Linked DNA regions of Manis pentadactyla: region 1 is linked to region 2. A link is a contact called in public Hi-C data. All regions are on one chromosome and are shown on one strand. The core of a region is the stretch at or near the end of the contact, and the rest is flanking DNA. Distances in the headings are between cores, read along the strand shown. Region 1 holds the start of LOC118913914 (aldo-keto reductase family 1 member C15-like). Region 2 holds the start of AKR1E2 (aldo-keto reductase family 1 member E2).

Evidence for each region. A called contact is a pair of places that touch in the nucleus more often than the background predicts.
Region 1: a contact with region 2 is called in a Hi-C map of skin fibroblasts, with 6 times the contacts expected there. The contact joins the promoter of LOC118913914 here to the promoter of AKR1E2 in region 2. A contact is called at or near these places in 3 of 3 Hi-C or Micro-C datasets (blood, fibroblasts and skin fibroblasts).

What each region holds. Positions count from the first base shown.
Region 1 is chr3:92,933,397-92,936,735 of mManPen7.hap1, reverse strand. It overlaps LOC118913914 (aldo-keto reductase family 1 member C15-like), which reads left to right and starts at 1,306. Exons shown (of 10, transcript XM_036888252.2): 1 at 1,306-1,460; 2 at 2,955-3,122. The coding sequence starts at 1,374.
Region 2 is chr3:92,767,417-92,771,263 of mManPen7.hap1, reverse strand. AKR1E2 (aldo-keto reductase family 1 member E2) reads right to left here and starts at 1,790. Exons shown (of 9, transcript XM_057498122.1): 1 at 977-1,790. The coding sequence starts at 1,015.

The DNA.
Region 1 (3,339 bases), core at 57-2,556, 170 kb before region 2:
GACTTTGAGAAATCTTAGAAAATGGGAGAGTTCTCTGAAGCAAAGGATAATCATCATTCTTGTTACAAAAGGAAGATGTAGTTTGAAAATCATATTCTGAAAGGCATGACAACAATCTAAAATTGTTTTAAGTTAGTGTTTAAATCCCAGTTTTATGAAAACTCTTAAAAGAGAAGCAGAGAGCATGATAGCCTGATAGGACTTTTAACAATGAAATATACAGTGTATATTCATCGAATTTGTGCTGACACTTTGTTGAGATAAATACTAAATCCGTGGAGTAACAGAATCTGGCAGAATTTTGACCTTGAGCAGCCAGAGGGATAGGTTGGAAATAATAAAATAAAATCCAATGCCGCAGTCTGGGGTTGGCGCTCAAGGACCAAGTTCACAAATATGAGAAGAGGGAAGCATGGCATAACAGTGACAGTAAACAAAACACTGTTCAGAGGGCTTTATCCAGCAGAGTTCCTTAGCAGTGAGAGTGTAACTTCACTAACACGGCTTGTTGGATTGCATTCATAGAAGCCAGAATAATGTGGGTGCAGGGGACAGAGTGATTCAGCCCACCCGGCGAGGTCGCAGAGGCCCTTGTGTAGGATGTGGGCAGGGCGCCTGGCATTAGGGTCACTAGGCGTTCATGAGGCTGATGGGAACGAGGGGATATCAAGGAGGCTGTTCCAGGAGGAGGCGGCAGCTGATACGCGGCCAAACTACACAAAGGTGTCCTGGGCTCAGACAACTGTTTTGCTGACAGAAACATTCAAAGAAACAAGACAGAGAATCCAAAGGTGGAATGAGGTCTGATCCAGAGAAAAGGATAATGAAATTTCTTAAGGAAGTTTGTTACATGTGTGCTCAGGACCAGGCATGGAGCTCTGTTCAAGGAACTCTGAATAACATCTTCTTTGGTGGACATTTTGGACCGAATGAAGGGTGAGGAACTTAACTAAATTCCTGAGGTACAATTAGCCTTTTGAAATGACCAGCCTAATGATTATTTTGCATCATGTAAAGTAAATAGGATATCATTATCAGGGACAAATTGGCACGGTAATTTTTTTTAAATGTAAGAGTTAAGGGTAAGCAATGCTGAAGAGAGAAGTCAAACTCCTGTGCTGTGCATGAAATTTCTGTTGCCATTTTGTGAGATATGCCTGCAGAGACTAGAAATAGTTACAAGGAAGTCAGTAGGCTGCATACGGTTTCATTTCCCAATCCCTGTGGCCTTGATCCCAGTCCTGCCTCGCGTTGCACTGGGTATAAATAAAGAAAGCTGGAGCCTTGACTCCTCCTTGCCTCTCAGTCAGGGAAGGGAGGGAAGGGAGGGAAGGGAAGGAAGGCAGTCAGCACAGCCAGGCCTGAGCTCCGTGATGGATCTCAAGCACAGCCATTCTGTGAAGCTTAACGATGGGCACTTCATGCCAGTGCTTGGATTGGGCACTGGTGCTTCTGACGAAGTAAGTAGAAGCCAGGCAACTGGAGGGTTGAATGGAAATAGCCAATGGAAGGTGGTCAGCAGCTGCATGTGCCCACACCTGGGACACCCTGGGTGGCTTGGAGGGACCCGCTGGGCCTCCATTTCACAATCTCCCTTTGCACTGAATGAGACAAGCTAATGACACTGTGGATTCAGAGCAGATCATTTTGAGGGTGGATTCTCTTTATTTTTATTATTATTATTTTGGTTACTGAAAGTATACTGGATGCTCGCCATGTATTTTGGGCACTTGGCCTGACTTACCTTTAATTGCGGGATAACTGCTCTGGGTAAGTACTGTCCCTCTTCTTCTTTCTTACATGTTTAAAATCCAAGCTCAGACTTCTCTTCCCACACTTAGTACCCAACTGAGGCAGAGCCACTCTGCCCTCTGCTAGAAACACCTGGTAGGCATAGGCCCAGGAGGAAAGGACCCCCCACAGGACCATGTGGTAGCAGCTTTGCTGTCAGTGTGTTGGTGCAGGAGGTTTTATAACACAGAAACCTTTGTCTGTGAAGAAGGCACTATTCCTGCAAGGGTTAGGTGTTTGCAAAGGAAGACGGAGGGGCACAGAGAGCAATGGAGATGAAATCGGTCTTGTCACCAAATGTATTACCTACATGTTGATATGGTGACTGCAGTGTACTTAGAATACCCAGCATAGGTCACAGGGTGAGGGAGGGACAGCTATGGATTATTAGGAGTGACTGCCTGCATAAATGATAGAGAGCAGCGCACTCCATCTTGGTAGAGGTGGGACAGGAGCTATCAACAGCGAGTGGCTGCCAGTCTCCTTACAATGACGTGATCCCCCTCATACCCGCTATTATGCCTCAGCACAGGGGGTGCCTCTTTGGAAGACATGGGCCTCTGCTAATGGTCAGATTCCTAGGGCCTCAGGGCTTTCTTTGCACAATGTCAGGCACACAGGAGGCACTTAATGAATGCTTGTTGCATAAATGTTGCATGAGAGCACCTGGGGAAGGAAGCCTAGAAAATAATCATGATTGTCTCTAAACTGAGTTAAAGAGCCCAGTTCCATGGACACTGGATGGAGGATCAGTATTTCGGCTTGTTTCCAATTCCAAGCCAAAAGCAGATTCTCTGATATCTATCTATCTATTTATCTATCTTAACTTCACCTTTACCATCATCTCCATCTCCCTATTCATCTATATCTGTAGAAGCTTATTTCATGTGACAGATGATGTCCTTTTAGCTACTTCCTTACAAGGAATTCTTTACTGATTGAACCTTGAGCTTCCAGGTTCCCTGGTGAGGCCCGGGTCTCCAACTCATTCCCATGTGGAGTGTAGCCTGTGCTCCCAGAGTACAGGTTTGGTTCCCAGGCCACAACCACCAACCAGGGCACTAGGAGACCCACAGTAAGAGCTGGGGAAATGCTATTAAGGAAATAAATTGCTTCTTTCTGAGTGGGGCTGCTTATGAACCCTTCTGCTTTGTATCTTACAGATTCCTAAGGGTAAGACTAGGGAAGCCGTCAAAGTGGCTATTGATGTAGGTTACCGCCATTTCGATGCATCCTATGTCTGTCAAAATAAGGAGGAGGTGGGCCAGGCTGTTCGAGAGAAGATTGCTGACGGCACGGTGAAGAGAGAGGACTTATTCTACACCACTAAGGTGCCATGGGTCGGGGGTTGGAAAGGGGTCTGGCAGCCTGGATATGTTATTTAGGACAAACAACAACTTTGGTTTTGGTGTGAATAGCCTCTTTGCCTCCTAATGCTTTGAGGCCCCTTACAGAAAATCAGAAAACAGCAAAAGCTTGTTTTGATCTGAGGCATCTGAACAGCAGTCAGCATTGGTATTTCAAAACCAATTGAGTCCCATACCTTCC
Region 2 (3,847 bases), core at 541-3,040:
TACGTGGAGTCAGGAAGGGTATTACAATTAACCCAGTTCTACGCACTTGAAATCCAACAGCAAACAGGAATAATGGTTTTGACCTTTGAAGCAGTTTTCACATCTTTCCCTTACCCTGTGTGCAAGAACTGTGGGCTCCTGTACTGTGCTGTGTGCAAAAGACACATTGCAGAAGGACAGAACCAAAGGCAGTCAAAGTCTAAACAGTCAGATGAATCAAATGCTTACTGAATGGCTGCCAAATGCACGTCCTTGGCTAGATGCCAAGAACCACAATCAATAACTGCTTCTGAGACCTGTAAGAGTTGATAAGTGCACAGAAGAAATAATTAAAACTATACTTGGAGGAGCAGGGATTGATCATTCGGATTCCTACTCATCCAGTAACTTCGTGTGCCATTTTTTAAGTGAACATCTTTTTATTCAAAGACTAAATCTCAAAAAAGAAAAAAAAGGATATTTGAAAGACTGTTTAGTACTAGCTCAAATCACTGACGAATGAAATAGTCCAAAGTAGAGAAAGTCCCGAAGTGCTTCCAGGCCCAGTCCTTTACAGAGGGAAGCGGGAGCTGCCAAGTTGGCAATGTCGGCATTTCTTCATCTTACTGATACAGATAACACTCCCCAACCTTCCAGGATGGCTGCTGTTCTGATGCAGCTAGGAGCCTGCCCGTCCTTCTGCGTCCACCCAAGCCCGAGCCTTCCGGGTTTTCCCAAACACTATCCTTAATAATGATAAGATTTGTCCTCTACACAAAATACCATTGGGACCACCCGCATTTTCAGAAAATCTGATATATATCTAAAACTTCCATTTTTCAAACGCAAGAGGAGGTCCCGAGGGAGGTGCAGTGATCAGCTGCGCTGACGAAGCTGCGGCACCTGTCCATGCGGGTGTCCCGGAGGGTGTCCCCTTCACTCCGCGCGCCGCGGAAAGGCAAGGTAACGCCCCTCCCCCCCCTCGAGGCCGCCTCACCTTCCAGGTGCCCAGGCCCAGAACAGGTATCTTCCCCATGCTTCAGGGATCTGCTGCTGCGGCCGCGCACCTCCCCGGGGGCGTTACCGCGGTGGACGCCCCGATTGGTTGGTGGCGCCAGCCATGTTCACCTCTATTGGCTGGGGTTCGGCAACGCGCGGCCCCGATTGGCTGAAACGCTTAGCTGGCCGCTTCATGGGCACGCCCACATCTCTGGAGAAGCATTGTCACCGGTGGGAGGTGGATGTACGCAAGCGTCCGAGATTGCTGCCCAGCGGGCACCCGTAGGCTTCCGGGCTTCTAGCGACCGGCCCGGGCGCACAGTACTCGCAGTGCCAGGGAGCAGGGAAAAGCCCCGACCCCCAAGCGGAGGGGGCTCCAGGACAGGGAGGGAAGATCCTTTACCTTCTCCATTGATGTGCTTGTGGCGGGGACCGCTAGGGTCCCACAGGCTCAAAGAAAAGTCTGTTGGCTTTGGCTCTCCATCAGTGACCCATTGCGCTAAATCCAGTAAATGCCTTCTATCTTTGGGGTCCCTGGGAACAGAGGCCTAGGTACCGAGCGTCTGGGTAGTGCAGAACGTGGCAGAGCACTGACCTGCTCTGAGGACTAGGGACCAGACCCTGGTTGCTGGAGCTTTGGAGTCCTCTGGTGGAGATGGGTGGAATCATTGCTCTGGTTGGAGAGCTGCAGAGCTGGCCCTGACCGCCATGGGGGGCTGTGCCCATTGTGCTCAATGGGGCATCCGGAACAGGAGGAGCACCCAGATCTCATTCTGGGCTCTATACTGCCTCCCACCCAACAGACACCTTTTATTTTTAGCATCCATCTCCAGTGTGAGCTGCTCAGAGGTGGGGGTGAGGGTGGTTTCCAGATCCTCATTATTCATTTAGCAGTTGTGCTCTGAGCACTCACCTTGAGCAGCAGCTGTGTTAGGCTTGGGGGCAGTGCTGAAAGATCCCTCGTGGTCCCTGCCCTACAGGAGCTCATAGCCTGAAGGGGGGATGGATGGACAAAAGCTCTGTGTGAAATAGCAGAACAAATGCCATAGGGCACGAAGCCAGGGCTGGAAGGAGGGCCAGGAGCCCTCCGGTGGGTTTACATGGCCTCCAGGGCGACATTTGTGCTGTGACTGGAAGGACAAGAGCAGCCAACCCTGCATACATCTGTGAGCAGTGTGCCAGGGTGTGGGTAAAATTGTAACATTTCCAGAATACCTCGCCTGGCTTTGGTACATCTGCATATCAACAGGCGTTCAGAGGTGGAAAGAAGTATGGCTTTAGTGCATTTGCATCTTTCCTCAGGGGTGGAGAGAAGTTCATCTCCATATCAATAGGTAATTACCTGGGCTAGGAGGGCTTATCTGTACCTGAGAGGTGAGAGGGAGGGCCGGTTTTTGGTGTCTGCTGGAGCAGGAAAGAGAGAAGGTCCTGGACTGCAGCTTGTAAGCAATAAACGGATTTTAAACTTTATTTCTCCCTTTGACTGATTTTGGTTTTTAGAGGTATTTTGCCCCGGGATTTCCTCTCCCTGGATGTACACAGGGAAAGCTCAAAGATGCAGATATTTGGAGGCAGAAGAGCATTTGACCAGAGAAGAACTGAGAAGGAGCCAGTGAGGCTGGCGAAAGCTGGCATTAGGGATGGAGGGGAGAAGGAGGAGGAGGAGAGGGCCACTGTGTGGCACATTGCCCAAACTTAACACTCACAAGAGCACTTACTATCTCACAGTTTCTGTTACCAGGATCCAGGCTTGGCTCAGCTGGACCCTCTGCCTCAAGGTCTCCAAGGACATTGCGGCTGTGGTCTCAGCTGAGGCTCTGTCTGGGCAGGTTGCCCTTCTGAGCTCATTCACCAGTCACTGGCAGGATTCAGTTTGGATTGATGGTCTCAGTTCTTTTCAGTCAGTTAACTGCAGCTCTCTCCTTTTATCAGTGGGAGCCAGAGAGAGAGAGAGAGAGAGAACACAGGAGAGAGCAAGACAAAGTCACAGACAGAATTTCTACCTGGTTCTGCAACCACCCAAAGCAGTTTATGGCTTACATGCAGCCTAGCATGCCTGGCTCATACCTTAAGCCTGTGCCCATTTCTCCTTACTCAGCTGGATAACTAGGAACCTATTGAGGCAGAGCCCAAGGGTGAGGAGGCCAGGGGTAGGTACATGTGAGCATATAAGGAGGGGTCTGCTCCTGGCCACTTAGGAGCCTCCAGGGGCCAATGTAGGGCCAGGACCAAACACTGGCTTCAGACTACCCATCAGGAGGACTGCAGCCTGGGATACGGCCTCTTGTGGGTTCCTGGGCTGGGCTTCTCTGGGAGGCCCTGGAACATGTCCTCTCTCCGGAAAGGTACTAGGAAAGCAGGTTGGTGTCTTCTCTCCTCTGGAAGCTCCAATACCATCTCCAGAATGCAACTGGCTCCAGTACCAGCTCCTGTATAATCTTAACTAGATCCAGTTGCAGAACTACAGGACCAAAGCCAACTCAAGGCTTAGAGACATTTCCTTCATTAGATTGGTGCCACCTCCAGCAGCAGGTCCAGTGCTAGAGCCAAAAGCACCACCAGTTCTAGCAGCAATCTGGACCTAGAGCCAGCTTCTGCAGCTGCTCCAGAAGGAGAGCTAGTGCCTGCCCGCATATTTTAAGAGGGAACTAATTAACTTTTGTTTTTTTGTTTTTATTTAAAATAGCCCTTTTTATTTAAAAGGGAAATTCCAGATGAATCTGAATCAAAATTTCAGATTGTATATGAAAACTGAAGTTCTTACAGTAGACGTGTTTGAAATCTCAGGGTAGAAACCACTGTCTACATGTCACAGGAGCCAGGAGCCAGATGGAAACACCTGGCTTTTCTGCAGCCAACCAAAAATAAG